Regions from separate parts of the Mus musculus genome. Here regions 2 and 3 are each linked to region 1. The links are chromatin contacts, called in public Micro-C and promoter capture Hi-C maps. All regions are on one chromosome and are shown on one strand. The core of a region is the stretch at or near the end of the contact, and the rest is flanking DNA. Distances in the headings are between cores, read along the strand shown.

Region 1 (3,915 bases), core at 978-3,477:
CCATCACTGTCCAGTTTGTTTGTTTGTTAGAAAGAAATGTCAGAGACATGAGAAGGCTCAGTGGGCGTTGGAGCTTGAGGTCAAGCCTGACCATCCGAGTCTGACTCTTGGAATCCATGTGCTGGAAGGGTGATAATTAACTCAGAGAACATGTCGTGGACATGCACAAGTTCCTGGCATGGGCAGCCACACACAACAAATAAACAAATGTAACTATATACTTAAAAGCCAGTGCTGACGATGGTAGTATACGCCTCAAATTTCATTACTCGAAAGACAGGCAGGGGGTTCTCTGTGAGTTCAAAGCTAGCCTGGTCTACAGAATGAGTTCCAGAACAGCCATGGCTACACAGAGAAGTCTCAAAAAGAAAGAAAGAAAAAAAGAAAGAAAGGAAGGAAGGAAGGGGAAGGGAAGGGAAGGGAAGGGAAGGGAAGGGAAGGGAAGGGAAGGGAAGGGAAGGGAAGGGAAGGGAAGGGAAGGGAAGGGAAGGGAAGGGAAGAAAGAAAGAAAGAAAGAAAGAAAGAAAGAAAGAAAGAAAGAAAGAAAGAAAGAAAGTGGGCTGGAGAGATGGCTCAGTGGTTAAGAGCACCGACTGCTCTTCCGAAGGCCCTGAGTTCAAATCCCAGCAGCCACATGGTGGCTCACAACCATCTGTAATGATAACTGAATCTCTTCTGGGGTGTCTGAAGACAGCTATGGTGTACTTACATATAATAAATAAATAAATCTTTAAAAAAAAAGAAAGAAAGAAAGTCTATTAGTAGAAAAAAACAGAGAACAGGTTCCTATTAGCAGTTGATACAATGTTTTCACGGAAGTACAGGGAACTTACCACCCAGTACACACCCCTGTAAACATTCAGACAGGGTCTCACTTTGTGGCACAGGCTGGCCCAGGACTCACAGGCTCCACTTGCTGGAACCCCCACAGAGGGCAATGGTGGGGGCCACAGGAGGCATCAGAGCGAGGCTTTGGTCCCCACTGTGTTGTCCCAAGGGCCTTGTGTCTGGCCCCAAAAGGACCAAGCAGGGTGCTGCCTCTCCAGCTTCTGCAAGCCCAGGCCAGTTCTGATGCACCCCCCCCCCCCCCCCCGCCATCAACCCCACCCAACCCCCAGCTTGCTCCCTATCAACCACAGTACAAGTCTCAGTGGGCGGGGAAGCTCCCTCTGGCCTCAGTGACCCCACCCCGCCCCTATCACACTTCCCATCTCCTGCAATAGGAATCAACAGTCAACTGAAGTCAGCGTGGAGCAGGCGTGGGCCTGCCAACCTGTCGATGTCCGTCTGCCACCAACCTGGAGCAGGGGAGGACGAAGGCTAGGAAGTTGTGTTTCCGGGGTCTAACACCCTCTCTGAACCAGATCAGTTGCATGACAAGAGGCTCCCAGGCTACGCTTATCTCCCCAGGCTAGAGATACACGAGCCAGAAGGATCTAGAACTTTCACTCTGTGTAGCCTGGGGTCTGAGGGGCTCAGCCCAGTGATTCAGCTCCCAGAGTCCTTTAGTGTCTGTCACCTTTACTCTCCTGACTCCCTATTAAAGCTACGCCCCCAGCCCTTCGATGGCTGTGCAGCACTTTTAGAACTTGTCGCCATCTGTTTGGTTTGGGATTTAGGTGGAAGGCAGAGGGTAATCCACAGAATTGGTTCTCCGTCCCATCATATGAGCCCCAGGGATGACTCTGGTCAGGCTACAGCACAAGTTTCTTCACCCGCTGAAACAGCTCTCCGTCACCCAACTTTACAAAAAAAGTTCTGTTTTGTCCTCTGTGGAGCAAAATAGAAGCCTTCCTGGTATACAGTAGGCATTCCATAAATGCATCAGTCCCTCTCTCACTGATTCTTCTGCTTCTTGCTAATCTCTCTGGGACTCAAGGGGCCAGACATGACCCTCTGCTTCCTCCATGGGTCTTGGGGAAGTCCCTGCCTTTACTCCATGCCTTAGTCTCCTCAGCTGTCAAACTAGTGAGTGTGTGCTGAGGAAGGCCAGACAGACACGGAAGCACAGACTTCCCTCCCGCCTCAGCAGTTCTGAAATCAGCCCTGAGCAATAGCTGTGCCCACTGGTCGCTTCCTATTTGGCCCAGAGGAGGGGGCAGCTGGGGCCAGCAGTGTCAGAAGCCCAGGGGTGAGGCCACTCTCTTAGGGAAGGAGGAAGGAGGGTCAAGTTAGACACCTCGAGGACTGTGCTCCCAGAAGGCAGCCACCCCTCCCTCCTCATCTGCTGGAGCTTCCACCACCGACCTGTCTGGCGGGCAGGGCCAGGTCTGGGCAAGTTGGAGGGGGCGGGAAGCAGCACCCAGGTCCCCGCCCTGTTTCCAGCACCCAGGCCTCTTGAAGCCCTTGCCTGGGCTCCCACAGGCCCTAGGCAGGGACACGGAGGGCCCTGGGGTGACCTCCACCCCCACCTCCACTCCATCCGGAGAAGAAAGAGTCCCACAGTTGGGCTCTGCAGGCCCTGTGATGTCACCTGGTGGTCTGTGAAGCGCCCACCATGGCCCGGTCCCTGACTTGGGGCTGCTGTCCCTGGTGCCTGACAGAGGAGGAGAAGACTGCCGCCAGAATCGACCAGGAGATCAACAGGATTTTGTTGGAACAGAAAAAACAAGAGCGCGAGGAATTGAAACTCCTGCTGTTGGGTGAGTGTGGAATGCAGCACAGGGGCCGAGAGCGGGCGGGGCCAACGACTCCGGAGGCAGCAGGGACTCGCTTGCCGACCCATTTTCTAGATGGGGAGAGCAAAGCTTCAAGAAGCTGAGTCTCTCATTCGCGGCTGAGTCGTGCATCTGGCTGCGGGGAGGTGGCCCTGGCGGGTGCTACCACATAAACACACCTGTATGTGTCACGGGAAGGGAATGAAGGTGAGCTTCAGGCTGGCTCAGGGAGGGCCTAAGTCTCTTCCTCCGACTGCCTGAGCCAGGGCTCCAAGCTGCTGGTCATGGTCACCAAGCGCTTTGTTCTGGGCTTATGAGCATCAGTGGATTCATTCATTCACTCATTCACTAAAAATTCTAAACTCTCGAACTGACCAAAATGCTTCACTTGTTTCAATCAAATCCTTCATTCCTTCAAAATCCTTTATTCCTTGGGACACTGAGGCCAGAAGGTTGTGAATTAGAGGCCAGACTAGACCATGTGAGACATTGTATCGGAAATTGATAAAAGTGGGGAGGGGCAGAACAGGAACTGGGGCTCAGCAGGCAGGAAGATCCCTGAGCATCAGGGAGAGCTTGGTTTCCATCCCAAGGCCACATGAGCCAGGCACGGGAGGTACGATTGTGTCACCAAGCATTGCGGAGACAGAGGCAGGAACATCATGGGATCAGGGTCACACTGAGCTACAAGAGTTTGAGGCTAGCCTGGGCCAAAAGACTCCCTGTTTTAGAACTAAAAGCTAGGCATAGTTTTTCACACTGGTAATCCTAGCACTTGGATAACTGAGATATCAGAATTGCCATGAGTTCAAAACCACCTGAGCTACATACTGAGACCCAGTCTGATGATGATGATGATGGTGGTGATGATGATGGTGGGGGGGGTGATGGTGATGATGATCCCATCAAAGAATCACATGTTCTTTGAGGAACGAAATAAGGTCCATAAGCAGATGAAATAATTATAGCTCAATATGTGCTTTTTAATTCCTATTTCTGAAAGGGGAATTTTTTTCTTCCTTTTAAAATAATTTTCTTTCTTTCTTTCTTTCTTTCTTTCTTTCTTTCTTTCTTTCTTTCTTTCTTTCTTTTTAGATTTATCTATTTCATTTATATGAGTACACTGTAGCTGTCTTCAGACACACCAGAAGAGGGCATCAGATCCCACTGCAGATGGTTGTGAGCCACCATGTGGGTGCTGGGAATTGAACTCAGGACCTCTGGAAGAGCAAGCAGCCAATGCTCTTAACCGCTAAGC
Region 2 (3,915 bases), core at 639-3,138, 97 kb after region 1:
TGGTGGCCATGTCTCTCCCTTAGTGCAGTTGTGTTAGGGACAGTTCCAGAGGCAACTGTGGTAAGAATAACAACAGCAAGATGCCTTTATTTTTAGATAGCATCTCTCTCTGTAGACTAGGTTTGACCACAGAGATCCACCTGCCTCTGCCCCCTGAGCACTGGGGTTAAAGTCATGCACCACCATGCCTGGCTTTAATTTGTATATTTAGATTTATTTCTGTTTATTTTGTTATTTATATCTGTGTGCCCCACATGTGGGGGTGTCGGGGTCCCACGACCGTTGTGAGCTGCCATGTGGGTGGTGCTGGGAACCGAAACTGGGTTCCTCTGCTAGAGCAGCTGGGACTGTAACTGCTGAGCTGTCTCTCCAGCACCCTGACTTTTTATTTTTTTAACAAATGGGTCATATGCAGCTGAGGTACAAGTCTAGTGTCCTCCTGAGCCTCCCGATGCACCCTTGGCACATGGTCACCTCGGTGCTGGTGTCTGCTTGCATCTCCACAACCCAGAACATTAGACACCCACGGGGAAACTGAGGTTCAGGGAGAATGATGTTTATTGGCTGGGACAGAGCCACACATGCACACTATGCATGCATTGAACCTGCTGTGTGCTGTCCCTAATATAGGGAGGTGATCAGTATGGGCTCATGTAGCCCAGGCTGGCCTTTGGCTTCTGACACTCCTGCCTCTTCATCCCTGCTGGGATGACAGGTGTGGGCCCTGGTGTCCTGGACATCCCAAGGGCGCGCATCCAATCTGACAGGTGGTTTGGTCAGTATCCGTGGGTACTCCTAATAGTGTCACTCACAGGCATCTCCTGGGGTATGGACCAGGTGGCCGGTGTGCCAGGCAGGCACCTGGGACCCGACACCCCAACCAGTGGTTTCCTTCTCTGGGCCTTGGCTTCACTGGAATTACAGTGATAACGGATTAAAGCATCTTACTGCTCTGTAGCACACTCTCCCCCCAGCCCTCACATCCCATGTCCTTGGGTCCCTGGGAGAGAAATAATTGAAAAAGGCCTAGACTTGTGAGTGGACACTGGTGGCCGGGGTGGGGGTGTGCAGGCTTCTTCAGACGCTGCCTTCAGAAAGGTGATCTCCAGCTGGGCAAGGCCCAGCATACCTGTCTTCCCAGGAGGCTGAAGTAGGAGGATCCAGAGTTCAAGGTCATCTTTAGCTACATAGTGAGTTCAAGGCCAACCTGGGCAACATGAGACTCTGGCTCAAAAATAGTAATAATTAAAAGAAAGGAAGGAAGGGAAGAAAAGAGAAGAAAAATGAAGTTAGTTGGAGTGAGATTTCCCTGTGCCTCAGATTCCCCAAATATGAAATGGGCAGCCTGGACACTGATCTAAACTTGGGGACCTGGTTGGCCTGGATCACCCCACTCTGCTCTTTATCACACAGTAGTGTCAGAGCCTGGCCTGGCCTTGAGTCCTGCACCGCACCCTTCCCAGGGACCCCATACCTGCTGCTAGACCACTTATTGGCTTTTTAAGGGAAAGCCTCCCACACTGGTCCCCCTCTACCCTACTGGCAGTGGCCACTTTGAGGGCACAGGTGAGGGGACAGATGGAGTTTGGGGTACAGTTGGGGGCAGAGGCAGGCTGCTGCAGGGACTCAGGTGGGATGTGGGGGGCAGCTAAGGGCTCAGCCCCATCTCGTGGACCTGATCGCTGTGTCCTCCTCTACAAATGGATAGCTCTAGAGGGAGGGGACTAGGGGGTCCGCGTGTAGAGACATAGTTTGTTTGTTTGTTTGCTTGCTTGTTTGCTGTCGGCGATTTCTTTGAAAGTTGGATGCGGGCGGCAGGGAGGGAGCGGGGGCGGGCGAGAGGCGGCGCGGGGCGGGGAGGACGGCGGAGGGAGGAGCGGGAGGGCGGCTGCAAAAATGACTCAGTAAGTTCGGCGGCCGCTCGGCCTCTGCGCCTCCGGTGCCAGCGCCCCGGGATGTATTCCTCCCCGCTCTGCCTGACCCAGGTACGCACCCCGCTCCCGGCCTGGCCCCGGCCCGCACCCCGGCTCCACCTGGAACCGCATTCTTGCAGTCTGGAACCTCCCCTCCGCAGCGGGGGTGGGAAAAAAAAAGCGCGCGCGTCCTCTCTACCCACCCTCTTCCAGGCCAGGGTGTTCCTGGCATGGACCTGGGGTGCGGGCAACTCTTGAGATTGGGGATTCCATCCTCGTTAAGCTTGATTGCACACTTGGAACCCCATTTTCTGGGCCCCCACTTTGATCTAAATCGGCTGTTTTTGGAACTCTCTCTCGTCTTGGCTGGATGGGGGGGGGGGCTGGCGTCCTCCCCACAGCCCTCACCCTTTGCACCCAGGAAGTCTGGGTCCCCTCCAGATGGAGAAGAGAGTAGGTGTCCGCAGGAAGCACCCCACCCGCACGTAGAACGCTCCCCACCCGCCCGTAGGACTGATCTTGGGGTTCCCTGCTGCACTGTAGGTCTCCCTAGCTGTGCGGTAAAGGGACCCCTAGACTATTTGTTCGCGAGTTCTTGGTTTCCCAGGTGGCCGCCCCCCCCTCCAGCTGGCAGTGTCCCCCTCCATTTCAGGCCCACGTGTGCGCGCGAAGGGGGAGGGGCGCGCGAAGTTGGCGCGCGGGGGGAGGGGCAGTCTTGCGGGTGTCCATCGCGGGTCCCCCCCCTTCCCTGGCTCAGCTCCCCCCCAGCTCCGCATTGATTCTTGAATTATTGAGCCGAGCAGGCGCTGCCAGGCGGCTGGCGGGAGGAGCAGAGGCCAGGGCTGGAGGAGGAGGAGGAGGAGGAGGAGGAGGAGGAGGAGGAGGAGGAGGAGGAGGAGGAGGAGGAGGCCGCGGCGGCGGCAGGGGACTGGCGGACACTGCGTACTAGGTGGCCAATCCAGCACCTGCCCTGCTGTGCCCCTCTGGCTGGGTTCCAGCATCTGAGGGAGAGTGGGGAGGGGTGCATCCATCCCTCCAGGGGACCCCCCTTCAAGGAGCCCCCCAGCTGTGTCTGCCCCCTGGAATCATAAGCCTGTCTTTTCCAACTCCACAGCCTCTTGTGATTTTTTTTTTTTTTTTTTTGCTGTGTCTGCCTCAGTTTCCCCTGAAAGAGAGTGAGACATAGTGGTCTCCAGACTGTGTTGGTTCTGGGAATTGCAGTTGTCTGATGTCCTGAGGAGAACTTTGTGAGGGCCATGGTTGTTTTTGCCAGGGAAGACCCAGGTAGCCCATCTCAGGGACAGGATCCTGGGGTCCTCCACTCCTGCGGGTCCCTCCATCTTGGTAAGAGGTGCAGTTCTGTGATCCCCAGGGGAGACCCTCATACTGAGGGAACCCCAGCCTGCCCTACCCAGGGTTCCCTGGTGACCTTGGATAAATGCCTGCCCCTCTGCAGGCCTCAGTTTCTACTTCAAGTGAGATTTGAGGAGTGGGTCACCCCACAGCCCAGGGCAGGCGTTGCTCAGTTGCCGCCAGAGCACCGGCATTGGGATGTAATTGCTGTGTGACCCCAGGGAGACTGGAGTCTCTGTGCTGACTGACTACTGGTGGCTGAGAGGTCTGAGGCAGACGTGGCCGGCTGGAAGGCAGCCTGGGCACGTGGAATTCCCCGTCCTGGCCTTCTGGAGGCCTCCATCCAGGCTGCTGCTGGGAGCTGGGGGCGGGGGCAACCCCAGTGCTGGCTCCAGCCCTGAGGACTTAGTGTGGCCTTGGCCTCAGTTTCCCCCATAGGAGGGTGTGGGTCGATCTGGCAGGAAGGATGCCACCCCTGTGATCTCCCACTCACCCCCTCCTACCCTGAGGGAGTCCCCCATGGGATCTCAAGAGTCCCCTGAATTCCAAGTGTGGTCTCTCCAGCTCCACACAAGCCCAGGCTGGACAGAAGGACCCAAGGAGCAACGCTGCAGCCCCCCAACCTCTCCGCCCTGCCCCCCCCCCACAT
Region 3 (3,915 bases), core at 1,036-3,535, 67 kb after region 1:
CTCTGCCCCTTGCAGGTTGCCCGCTGAGTGCGTGCTGGCGTGCGCTGGCGTGCGCACCGTCTAGTTCATGTTTACGAGCTGTAAATACCATTTTTATACTCCACACGAGAGACCCTATGTGATTTGTACAACGGGCTTAATTTCTGCTACAATGAATTTCGTGAAATTTCAAACTTCAAACAATTTTGAAGACGAGCAGAGAGAGAAGGCCGAGGGTGGAGAGGGAATGTGGGGTTTGAGTCCCCGTACCTCCTGTTTGTGTGCGAAGTAGCGAGCTTCTCAACGGCAAATCACCTCTCCTTGGTCTGGAAAAGAAAAACGAAAAACAAAAACCTAAAAGTTTATTTAATAAAAGTTTTACTTGTTAACAGGGATTATCTGTCACCTTGTTTTCCCATCGTGTTGTGCTCCTTGTTTGGAACTGAGTAATATTCCAATGTGTGAATAAAACATGTTTTTCTGCCGGGCGTGGTGGCACACGCCTTTAATCCCAGCTCTTGGGAGGCAGAGGCAGGTGGATTTCTGAGTTCGAGGCCAGCCTGGTCTACAAAGTGAGTTCCAGGACAGCCAGGGCTACACAGAGAAACCCTGTCTCGAAAAACCAAAAAAACAAAAACAACAAAAAAAAAAGTTTTTCTGAGGGCTGGAGAGGTGGCTCAGGGATTAAGAGCACTGAGTGTTCCTCCAGAGGTCTTGAGTTCAATTCCCAGTGGCCACATGGTGGCTCACAACCATCTGTAATGAGATCTGACTCCCTCTTCTGGTGTGTCTGAAGACAGCTGCAGTGTACTCATACACGTAAAATGAATAATTCTTTAAAAAAGAAAAAAACATGTTTTTCTGAGTTGGGCATGGTAGCTGCCATGTCCTTAACTGGACAGGAGGCAGAGGCAGGCAGATCTTTCGAGTTCTAGGCCAGCCTGATCTACAGAGCAAATTCCACAAAAGGAAGGGCTACACAGAGAAACCCTGTCTCGAAAACTAAAATCAACCAACCAAAATCATGTCCCAAGTTCCTAATGGATTCCCTAAAGTCTGCAAAATCAACGTGTCCCCCAGCTACCCTTGCCCCCTTGCCAGCTTCTCCAGCAGGCATCTGTGCACCCCTTTCTCCCGGGCTGCCATGAATGCACTCTTGCCACCTCGAGGGCCAGATTTGTTCTGTGTGCAGGGTGGGGCTGCACAGATGGTTCTCAGCAGTTACCCCTGGAATAGGAAGCAACCGGCAAAGATAAACCTCACCTGGGAGAGGCCAAGGTAGGAGGATGTTGTGATGCAGGCCAGCCTAGGCAGCGTCATGAGATTAGGTCTGAAAACAGAATAATAAAATAGAAAAAATGAGACTACAGGGAAGAAAAGTAAATTGTAAGATAAATTTCAAAATAAAATTAAAAATTAAAGCAAATTCATTTCAAATGGAAATTAATTATTTTTTTAAAGATAAACAGCCCACCTACAAAATGGTTCAGCAGGCTGAAGCAAGAGGATTACTTGAGCCAAGGACTTTCGGGCCAGCCTAGGCTACTCAGAGGTGTGCTGCTTCCTAAGGCTCTTTGGAGAGTGAGCACTTGGTGTTCTGGATGTCCCTGACTATGACAAAATGCAGGAGATGATCTGTATATAAGAGGAAAGGTTAGTTACTTGGTGGCCATGGCCCCGCGTCCTGGGGGCTTTGTTGCCTCCCAGCTACGAAGCAGCTTTGACATCAAGGTTTTGACATGGGCACTGTGGACTCGAACTCTGGTCCTCACATTTTCACCAGGAGGCTCCCCGCTACCCCGTTCCTCCTGGGCTCTGTGGGGTTGCGCCTGCGCAGTCCATCACTTTCCAACAGCCTCTACTCTCAGCCTCAGTCAACCAGAGGGAGGGGTCACAAACCCCCTCACCCCTCTTTCTGCAGCTAAGGAACCTGAGGCATGTGGTGTGTGAAAGCTGGTAGGACTGGACAGTGACCCCTCTTTCTGTCTTCCCACTCCCATACCTGTCTCCTGCCCTCTTGACTCTGTTTCTGGGGTAACTGGACAGAACGAGGGCAGAGGGACACTACAAGATACCAAGGCAAATTCCTGTTGTGGGCATGAGAGGGCATACAGTGTGAAGGCTGAGGCTGCAGGAGGGGGCGTGGCTCCGGGGTGGGGTAAAGGGGAATGCAACCGTCAGAGATGGGTTGAATCTGTGGGGGTAGGCTGCGGGGGGCGGGGGCGGCGGGTATTGACTGCGGCTGGGAGGGTGTGACTGCCAGGGAAGGGAGATAAGACTGGGCGCTGCCAGTGGTGGAGGTGCACAACTATGGGGTGTTAAGGGAGCTGTATGGCAGTAGGGATTGCAGCTGGGGGGAGGTAGGGCTACAGTGGGGGTGACTGTGGGAGTTGATACTGGAGGGGGTGCGATTGTGGGAGATGAGGCTGCTAGGGGGTGTAACTGCTAGGGGAAGGGGCATATGGCTGCAGGGGGGCGGGCAGTGTGCAGATGCTGGGGGTTGTGACTGCTAAGGATGAGGTGCCACCTTGGGGGAGGTGAGGCTGAGGGAGAAGGGATTGTGGCTGTGGGGGTGTTAGGGCTGCAAGGTGGGAGTGTGGTGACTGGGGGTGGGGTTGCTGGGGAGGATACAGATACGAGCTGTGAGTGGCTGCTGGGGGGACACAGCTGCTGAGAGGGGGGCACCTGACTCCTTTGGTCACCAACCAGACCCAGGAGACAATGAAAAGCTCTGTGGCAAGTGGTGGGCTGTCCACTGTTAGCAAATCCCTGCTCCATGACTCAGTCAACAAACTGAAGGCAGAGAACTCACTCTGTGGCTGGTGCCCATCTGGGTACCATGAGGATGGACTATGTGACACTTGCCATCTCTGAGACTCAGTTTTCTTGTCTGTAAAATGGAGACAAAGAGGAGGAAACTTAAAGAAAACAACAACCAGTGCTCTGTGGCAGAGGAGTCACGCAGCCCTAGGTTCCTGACTGATCTTCTCCGAGCCTCCCCAACCTGTCCTTGCAAGAAAGAATGGCAGGGTTTGGGCTTTTGAAGGATGCATAGGAGCCTTCAGGTGGTGAAAGGAAGGAGAATCCAGAAGAAGGGAGAATTACCCAGCCCAGCACCCAAGCCCCCAACATGTCCCTATCACGGAAGAGCAGAGAGACCAGTTCCAGCCAGCAGGCATCTTTTCCCCTGAGATGTTCTTCCTGCAGCACACCATTAGTCCTTCCTCCTGCTGTGTAGACCAAGCCACCAATCCAACAGCAGAGCCTCTGTTCTCTGTCTTGGGCGCACATTTATGCTCCGTAAGTGCACAGTGATAAACTAAGGATATGGAGTCTGCCTCCTGCCCACTCCATCTCTGCTATCGGGAGAATGAACAAAAATCACAAAACAGCAAAAAACATTGATTTTTTTTGGTTTTTGTTTGCTTTTTGGCATTTTTGTTTTTGAAGCAGGGTTTCACTATGTAGCCCAGGCTAGCCCCAAACTCACCACAATCCTCCTGCCTCAGCCTCCTAAATGCTGACATGACAGACTTGTGCCATCCCACCCTGGGCTAGTTCTTAGTTTCCTCATTTAAAAACAGATGCCCAGAGAGGCCAAGCCAGTCACCCACATTCACACAGCTTCAAGCTGTCTCCAGACTCAGGCATGGGCACCCCAGCCTTCCCTTCTCACCCGAGATCCCTGGAAGTGGAAGAGCCCTTGGCATCCTTGGTCCGAGTTCCTAGTGTGCCCCCAGATTGGCAGGCAGGGACAGCCGCGGTGCTTCCGGGGGCTGAGGAGGGTGTCATTCACAAATCCAGGGCCGCTCGATTGCAGCCGCCTCCTGGGCTGTGGGTGGCCTCTGTCCCCGCCCTCCAGCTCTCGCTCCCTGGCCCTGGCCCCCCTCCTCTTGTCCCGGCACCCTCCTCCTCTGACTCACTGGGCTCCACGGA

Evidence for each region. Hi-C and Micro-C count contacts between places; a contact is called where the count stands out from the background. Capture Hi-C pulls out chosen DNA fragments and counts their contacts.
Region 2: a promoter capture Hi-C map of liver shows a contact between it and region 1. The contact joins the promoter of Nfic here to the promoter of Gna15 in region 1. A contact is called at or near these places in 7 of 39 promoter capture datasets (the C10 cell line, the HPC-7 cell line, cranial neural crest and 4 more), 2 of 15 datasets of contacts at CTCF or cohesin (large pre-B cells and pro-B cells), 8 of 484 Hi-C or Micro-C datasets (B cells, the Ba/F3 cell line, bone marrow-derived macrophages and 5 more), 7 of 115 datasets of contacts at active chromatin or transcription factors (the 230-238 cell line, the SCID.adh cell line, bone marrow-derived macrophages and 4 more) and 4 of 9 other capture datasets (adipose tissue, embryonic stem cells, liver and 1 more).
Region 3: a contact with region 1 is called in a Micro-C map of the G1E-ER4 cell line, with 3 times the contacts expected there. The contact joins the enhancer-like site here to the promoter of Gna15 in region 1. A contact is called at or near these places in 9 of 39 promoter capture datasets (the C10 cell line, the HPC-7 cell line, cranial neural crest and 4 more), 3 of 15 datasets of contacts at CTCF or cohesin (embryonic stem cells, large pre-B cells and pro-B cells), 32 of 484 Hi-C or Micro-C datasets (B cells, the BV-2 cell line, the Ba/F3 cell line and 12 more), 7 of 115 datasets of contacts at active chromatin or transcription factors (the 230-238 cell line, CD8 T cells, bone marrow-derived dendritic cells and 3 more) and 3 of 9 other capture datasets (adipose tissue, liver and pancreatic islet).

The regions. Positions count from the first base shown.
Region 1 is chr10:81,522,537-81,526,451 of GRCm38.p6, reverse strand. Gna15 (guanine nucleotide binding protein, alpha 15) reads left to right here and starts at 2,227. Exons shown (of 7, transcript NM_010304.3): 1 at 2,227-2,642. The coding sequence starts at 2,498.
Region 2 is chr10:81,425,146-81,429,060 of GRCm38.p6, reverse strand. Nfic (nuclear factor I/C) reads left to right here and starts at 1,888. Exons shown (of 10, transcript NM_008688.3): 1 at 1,888-1,985. The coding sequence starts at 1,956.
Region 3 is chr10:81,455,686-81,459,600 of GRCm38.p6, reverse strand. It overlaps Celf5 (CUGBP, Elav-like family member 5), which reads left to right. Exons shown (of 12, transcript NM_001374703.1): 12 at 1-374. Among named protein-coding and RNA genes, the nearest start is that of Celf5, 25 kb to the left of the region's middle. Within about 2 kb of position 2,285, at least 4 of the 459 cell types and tissues checked have an H3K27ac peak or open chromatin away from gene starts, as enhancers often do. A contact at or near this core is called in the G1E-ER4 cell line, where this site is marked.